Linked DNA regions of Capra hircus: region 2 is linked to region 1. The links are chromatin contacts, called in public Hi-C maps. All regions are on one chromosome and are shown on one strand. The core of a region is the stretch at or near the end of the contact, and the rest is flanking DNA. Distances in the headings are between cores, read along the strand shown. Region 1 holds the start of C1QBP (complement component 1 Q subcomponent-binding protein, mitochondrial). Region 2 holds the start of SCIMP (SLP adapter and CSK-interacting membrane protein).

Region 1 (4,031 bases), core at 862-3,361:
CTGAAGCCATGGTAACTGGCACCTTGACAGACAAGAGGTTTGATGTACAGGCACAAAAATCTGTCTAAGCTGTGACAGTGTGGACCAAACTGACCCCTGGACAGAGAAATGCAGCTATGTTCAGCAGCACATTATAATGGTCCCAAACTGCCTATGACTTCGCCTAGGAGAGTGGTTTGGGTCACGTTACAGACCACACAATTGACCTATGAAGGGGAAAATGCTACACTACTAGGCAAAAGCACCAGCCGGCTGCTTCACAGCGCATGCGAAACTTCAAAGTGGACCGTGGATTTAAAACAGCTTAAGCAGGCCAAAAGCGTCCCTCTTTTCTAATGAAAAACTATACTTCAACTCCACCCTGTTAATTATCTTGCTTTCTCAACTGTAAACAGAACGGGGGCTTTATTTTCCTCAGCCAGAGCCTGAGCGTAGTAGACCCAGCAGAGTAAATCCGATTCTGTTGGCAGTGCCGGAATCTCTGAATTTGCATGCCTAGTTGTGGGCAAGGCACAGCCTCACTCACCAGGAAGGGCTCAGTGACTGCTGCCTCTACTGGTCCAGAAGACTCCCAGTGGCTTGGCTTCAGTGCTACTGGGGTGATGTTCAGGCACTCAGTCATATCTGACTCTGCAACCCCATGGACTCCCTGCCAGACTCCTCTGTCCATTGGATTTTCCAGTCAAGAATACTGGAGTGAGTTGCCATTTCAGACTCACGCCTCCTCCTTTGGCAGGTGGGTTCTGGACTGCCAAGCCACTGGGGAACCCCGCTACTAGCTTACTGTCTCCTTGTTAACCACCACAGCACATTACTGTGCAGTGAATAAGCAAAAAGGAGCCTAAGAAGATATCCAAATGATTCATACCATCTCTGGGAAACCAGGAGTCAGTTAAGCACCTGTCTTAACTAAAAGTTGTTGTGGATACCTCACAGCAGGTCCTGCAGGTTTAAGGATGTGGTCCCCTGGGCTCCATAGGTCCCTGGTACTTACTTTTCTCCAGCAACTTTCCGCACTAATTTGGCTTCCGTCCCATTCACTTCCAATTCCCAACCTCCTGACATTTTGGGGAGAGACTTATATTTCTGTATCTTCTTTTCCTCCTTGATCTCATCGCTGAGGAAGTCAACAAAAGCTTTGTCTCCTACAATGGAAATAAGTTACAGAAAGAGCCAATTAGTCTAAAATGGAAAATGACCCCGTTACTACAAGCAGAGACCAGGACTTAGCCTGTTTTTTCCTAATACTTCTATTAATGATGGCTCTGTGGACTCAGCCCAACTCATATCCATTAAACCTCAATTCCTTCATCTGTAAAAATGTAAGCTATCAGTGGGAAGCTGAGCATGGATTCTAGGAAAGTGATCCAGAATAATGAACTTCTCACGACGTTTCAAAATAAGGCAAAAAAAAAAAAAAAGTCGCCACTACCCTTTCACTTGCCAAGAAACATCACCACGCTACTTCTAACCGCGACCTTGGGCTTTCGCAAAGTTCCATTTTCGAGAGACTGAGGTAAAGCCGGCCTCCAGGACTTTACAGTATCTCTCCCCGCAGCCAAACAGGGGTGGGGGAGGACGGGAAATGTTACTACGCGTGGGTTTAACTAGCAGGTCGACCATCACTGGGAGAATGTTCCGGACCTCAGGAGCGGCTCCGGACTGTCCATTCAGGTGGTCTACACCTCCCAGCCCCTAACACCCCGCCCCACCTAGGCCCACGCCCCTCACGCCCCCGGCCCACGTGCATGAGTCTCACCTTCGGTGTGCAGTCCGCTACAGCCGCAGCCGCAAGCGCAGGGCCCCCGAGGCTTCAGGAGGCCGGGCAGCTGAACCGACCCCGCGCGCACGCTCAGCAGCCCGAAGGGCCGGGCGCATGGCCGGGACGCGGGCTGCAGAAGCGGCAGGGAGGGCGCGGCGGCGCGGAGACCAGCGACGGCAGAACCCAGGACGCGGGGCACGCAGCGCAGCAGCTGGAACATTTTGGAAGCGGAGGCGGTGGCGAACACGTGCAGATTCGAAATACAACTCTCGCTTAGAAGGACAACTCCTTGCCGCTGCGCCCCCTAGATCTGGGACCGCCGCCGGAAGTCCCGCCCCACAGCCGGGAAGTGCTTCCGCGCCGCCGCCTTGCAGACCAGAAGGCACAGTGGGCAGGACCCTGCCCTCTGCTGGTGGCCTCCGTGTAGCCTCCCAGGGAGGCTTGGAATCTGATTCCTAAACTTAAGTTCTGCAGCAACAGGAATCTTCAGGAACTAAAGAAGTTTAGGAATCCTGAAATGGGAAATCAAGTGGGCCTTAGGAAGCATCACTACGAACAAAGCTAGTGGAGGGGATGGAATTTCAAATCCTGAAAGATGATGCTATGAAAGTGCTGCACTCAATATGCTAGCAAATTTGGAAAACTCAGCAGTGGCCACAGGACTGGAAAAGCTGTTTTCATTCCAGTCCCAAAGAATGTTCAAACTACTGCACAACTGCACTCATCTCACACGCTAGCAAAGTAATGCTCAAAATTCTCCAAGCCAGGCTTCAACATTATGTGAACTATGAACTTCCAGATGTTCAAGCTGGATTTAGAAAAGGCAGAGGAACCAGAGATCAAATTGCCAACATCCGCTGGATCATGGAAAAAGCAAGAGAGTTCCAGAAAAACATCTACTTCTGCTTTATTGACTACACCAAAGCCTTTGACTGTGTGGATCACAACAAACTGTGGAAAATTCTGAAAGAGATGGGAATACCAGACCACCTTACCTGTCTTTGAGAAATCTGTATGCAGGTCAAGAAGCAACAGTTAGACCTGGACATGGAACAACAGACTGGTTCCAAATAGGAAAAGGAGTAAGTCAAGGCTGTATATTGTCACCCTGCTTATTTAACTTCTATGCAGAGTACATCGTGCGAAATGCGGGCTGGATGAAGCACAAGCTGGAATCAAGATTGCCAGGAGAAATATCAATAACCTCAGATATGCAGATGACACCACCCTTATGGCAGCAGGTGAAGAACTAAAGAGCCTCTTGATGAAAGTGGAAAGGAGAGTGAAAAATTTGCCTTAAAACTCAACATTCAGAAAACAAAGATCATGGCATCTGGTCCCATCACTTCATGGCAAATAGATGGGGAAACAATGGAAACAGTGAGACTTTATCTTCTTGGGCTCCAAAATCACTGCAGATGGTGACTGCAGCCATGAAATTAAAAGACGTTTGCTTCTTGGAAGAAAAACTATGACCAATCTAGATAGCATATTAAAAAACAGAGACATTGCTTTGCCTACAAAGGTCCATCTAGTCAAAGCTATGGTTTTTCCAGTAGTCATGTATGGATGTGAAAGTTGGACTATAAAGAAAGGTGAGTGCCGAAGAATTGATGCTTTTAAACTCTGGTGTTGGAGAAGACTCTTGAGAGTCCTCTGGACTGCAAGGAGATCAAACCAGTCCATCCTAAAGGAAATCAGTCCTGAATATTCATTGGAAGGACTGATGCTGAAGCTGAAACTCCAATACTCTGGCCACTTGATGCAAGTTCTTTTCATTGGAAAAGACCCTGATGCTGGGAAAGACTGAAGGCAGGAGGAGAAGGGGATGAGATGACAGAGGATGAGATGGTTGGATGGCATCACTGACTTGATGGACATGAGTTTGAGTAAGCTTTGGGAGTTGGCGATGGACAGGGAAGCCTGCCGTGCATCCATGGGGTCACAAAGAGTAAAACATGACTGAGCAACTGAACTGAAACTTCTTTAGCTGAGTGGCTCTGAGTCTGGTGTCCCAGGACTGCTGTTTAATTGGCTTCTCTCCAAACTTCCATCTACTGTTCTCAAGCATGATCAGGCTTTCTGTGACTTCGTGGAATGCACTCTTGCTGTCTTTGACTCCCAAAACCAGCCTCTGAGGTCATCTCCCATGAAAGGCCTTCCTGGCTCTTCCTCCTCTTCCCTGAAAAACCAGAACTCATGCCTCTGTGACTGGGTCCCTATACTTCATTCTTTTCTCAGCAGAAACCTCCTGGCATTGCTCATTTAC
Region 2 (4,031 bases), core at 397-2,896, 160 kb before region 1:
TTCTACTTGCCTTTGCTTGTAAGGGTTAGTCACTCAGTCACGTCTGACTCTTTGGGACCCCAGGGACTGTAGTCCACCAAGCTCCTCTGTCCATGGAATTCTCCAGGTAAGAATACTGGAGTGGGTTGCCATTCCCTCCTCCAAGGGATCTTTCTGACCCAGGGATCAAACCCAGGTCGCCTGCATTGCAGGCAGATTCTTTATCGCTTAGCCACCAGGGAAGCCCCTCGCTGTTGCTTACTTTCCCCTGTTTGTTTGGCTCTGAGAATATGAGGGAAACTTGGACCTGTCACCCAGGGGCTCTCTGGCAGGAATGCCGGCCTCATGTTGAGTAGATGGAAGAGATCAGGGATGCTGGTGCCCTGAAGACAGCAGCGATGTCTGTATTTCTATGTCTAGAATGTACTTACATCAAAATAAAACATAGGCAACTTTCCGAAACAGCTATGCCTAAGAAACAATGACCAGAAGGCAAGACAGTAGCACCCTCTTTACTGTGATTGTTGTGAGGTGGTGGGATCAAGGGTCATTGTTTCCCCTATTGCCTTGCAGTTTTCAAATTTTCAGAAAGAGAAAAAGAAAGAGATGCTAAAAAAAAAAAATTATTCAAAAAAAGCTCCAGTACTCTTGCCTGGAAAATCCCATGGATGGAGGAGCCTGGTAGGCTGCAGTCCATGAGGTCTCGAAGAGTCGGACATGACTGAGTGACTTCACTTTCACTTTTCACTTTTATGCATTGGAGAAGGAAATGGCAACCCACTCCAGTGTTCTTGCCTGGAGAATCCCAGCGACAGGGGAGCCTGTGGGGGTCGCACAGAGTTGGACATGACTGAAGCGACTTAGCGGCAGCAGCAGCAGCAGCCCTTGTCTTCTGCAGGCTCAACAATCCCCACTTCTGATGCTTCCTTAGAGGTTCACACATGCAGAGGGACCAGGAAAGGGAGTGACATGAAGGACAACTGTTGCATGAGAAGGGGGGAGTGAAAAGGACAAAGCTGAACCCAGGCCCCCACCGCAATAATTTTTTCCAGAAGGCGAAAGTAGATGGCTCAATGGAGGTCTTGACTCTGATGCCTCTAAAAGAGAGGTCCCTGAATGCTAGAGACACAGTGACAAAGACACCAGGGCTGTTCGTGCTCCTTCCAGGGCTTCAGGGGGAGCCCCAAGTTCACAGAGTTAGTGCCTCAATCTCCACTCTCCCTCCAGCACAGACGCATGGAGGGTCCCTGCATGGGTCAGGTACCCAAACTCACCATCAGAATCCAGAGAATGATTACAACCTCCTCATAGTACACCCGTCTCACTCCCAAGCAGCCTGAGAAGCAGGCCTCTTCATAACCCCACCATACATACGAGGAGGCCCCAGGAGCTGGAGATGACCTTGAGGTCATCCAGCCAGCCCCAGCAGGGTGGTTTCTTCAAGGCCAGTTTTTCTCCAGCCCCACCCAGTGGTCCCCAGGCCCCAGGCTACAATCCCCCATCCCAGCCCTGGTGATCATCTGCCTTGACAGGGCCCAGGTGCTTACCTGAGTTGCAGGAGGTCCAGATGTGAGCAGCTGAGGGGCCATCAGTGCTCTGAAGGCCGTGGCTCGGCACAACTGGGGAGAGGCAGTCCCTTGCCCACAGGCCTTCCACCCAGCCCGAGCTGTGAGTGCCAGCCTGACCACACTTCCCCTTTATGCTCAGCCCACCAGGGAGAGGCCCAGACATCATCACCAGGCAACCAATTCCTTTTCTAGGAGCCAGATTCTTCTTGCTGCTCCTGTGTTCCTGCAAGGCCCACCAGTAGACCATCCTGTGATGGAGAGGTCGGGCCCCAGGGTTTCTGAGGGTGTGTGACACACTGCACCAAGAAGTGGGTTCAAGTGACCACTGGACTGAATTGTCTTTCCCATACCACCACTGCCTCCGCAATGGGGGCCACGGGTGGGGAAGTCAGCTAACCATTCTGTGGCGTTCCCCACAGATGAGCCTGCCCTGAGCACCCTGGAACTCCAGAAAAGCTGAGGGAACCTGACAACCCCCCAGACTCAGAGACAGACGTGGGTAAGAAACCAGTTCACACGTATTAATATAAAGGCTGTTCCCCAAGGAAGACAGCTCTCATAAGCCCACGGGGGGCCCTGGCACTCTGACCCAGCTTTTGCTTGTGTTTCTGAGGGTGTGTGACACACTGCATCAAGAAGTGGGTCCGAGTGACCACTGGACTGAATCGTCTTTCCCACAACACCACTGCCTCTGAAATGGGGGCCGCGGGTGGGGAAGCCAACCAACCATTCTGTGGAATCGACTGTTCTGACTGAGTGGTCACGTCAGTAAAAACAGCCAAACTGGTACGCATTGTGTCTGCCTGGAGTGAAAAAGTTCCGATTACTTCCAACCATAATGACAATACCCTGGGATGTCTGGTAAACAGGTAACAACAGGCTATCGGGAGACAAAAAGATTCCTGAAATTTGTAGTGTTTGCTTATTTCCATGACATAAATATCCTCACCGGGGCCAATTTGAAGTAACTGACGGGAGTGACTGGACTTGGCACTGGGAGGGGGCGCACATAATTGTCAGCTCACCACAGAAGTGATAAATCCCACTATGGAGTATCCCAAAGTAGGTGCCAATGCTTTGGCCACCTGCTGCAAAGAACTGACTCATAAGACTCTGATGCTGGGAAAGATTGAAGGCGGGAGGAGAAGGGGACGACAGAGGATGAGATGGCTGAATGACATCACTGACTCAATGGACATGAGTTTGAGTAAACTCGGAGCTGGTGATGGACAGGGAGACCTGGCGTGCTGCAGTCCATGGGGTCGCAGAGTCGGACATGAATGAGTGACTGAACTGAACTGAATTGAGGGAGTATCCCCCTTCTGGGAATCAGGACCCAAAATCGGTACTCTTATCTCACCTTATCTTCACTTATTTGGAAGATTATTGTCTCCATTTTACACGTAAGAATATCGAGGTTCTGGGTGGTTACATCAGGAATCAGCTCTGCACAGCCCAGGAAAGACCTTCAACCCAGGTCTGTCCATTTACAAAAGTCTAGGTTCTTTCTTATTAAGGTTGATCCAAAACTTAGCTGCTCAAAAACTTCTCTAAGAGCAAATGGCACATGATCTTTCAAGAAGTGAATAAATGCTTCGGTGGGTAGAACTTATCTTCTGCTACTCCTTGGTGACTCCTTGGTTTGTGTCTCATTGACTCATGCCATAAATGATTTTGCTAAGCCTTTGGGATGGCCATGTTGAGCTGAGATGCAGTGAACTTGGTCAACCCACTGCTTCCCACAATGCACTTGGCACAGCACATCCAAGCAGGGGCATCAGGAGGTCCAAATGCTGGACTCCGTCTGCCAACAACTTCCTACGTGAACCCTTAGCCTCCCTGGGCCTCAGTTTCCTTGTTTGTAAAATAGAAGAATTTGATAAACAAGAAGGTGCTTCAGAGATTGTGCCCTGAATCTCTCTTCCATTATTGTCTGCTCTCTGCAGCTGGGACAGGATACCTCCTCAACTACCCTCCTCAACCCTGGACCTCAGCACAGACCTGGGCACAACTGAAAATGCCTAATGGATACATGTCAACTGAAAAAAGAAGCCAAGTCATCTACAGGGAAAATAAGTGAGTTACATACCCAAAGGAGGCAACTTCCTTCTAGCAACCTTGAGGGCCTGCTTTGCCAGGTCGCATGCTGGTGGTTTGAAGGCCAGAGAAGAGTTAAACACAGTGCCTGCCTTCAGGAAAGCCTCTCAAGGTACAGAAGGAAGCTGGAAACAATATAATTCTGGCGAGGTTCAATACCCTTTGCTTTGTGCCAGGTCTCTGCTCTGAGCTGAGCAAGTCTCCCTTGGGGAACCCATGTTCTTCAGGGCAGAAGGGCACATAAGTAATTACCATTGAAACCAATGGATACTAGTGCCATGGGAGCAAAAACTGAGAGGGTTGAGAAGGCAATGAATTGGGCCTTGAAGGATGTGTAGGAGCTCACAAAGGGGAGAGAATGTGGAGAGACCAACCCAGAGTGTTTGG

The links. Hi-C and Micro-C count contacts between places; a contact is called where the count stands out from the background.
Region 2: a Hi-C map of blood shows a contact between it and region 1, with 4 times the contacts expected there. The contact joins the promoter of SCIMP here to the promoter of C1QBP in region 1. A contact is called at or near these places in 2 of 5 Hi-C or Micro-C datasets (both in blood).

The regions. Positions count from the first base shown.
Region 1 is chr19:25,926,349-25,930,379 of ARS1.2, reverse strand. C1QBP (complement component 1 Q subcomponent-binding protein, mitochondrial) reads right to left here and starts at 2,111. Exons shown (of 6, transcript XM_018064467.1): 1 at 1,760-2,111; 2 at 995-1,145. The coding sequence starts at 1,982. RPAIN (RPA-interacting protein) reads left to right here. Exons shown (of 8, transcript XR_001296867.2): 8 at 1-665.
Region 2 is chr19:26,085,351-26,089,381 of ARS1.2, reverse strand. SCIMP (SLP adapter and CSK-interacting membrane protein) reads right to left here and starts at 1,646. Exons shown (of 5, transcript XM_013972056.2): 1 at 1,527-1,646. The coding sequence starts at 1,568.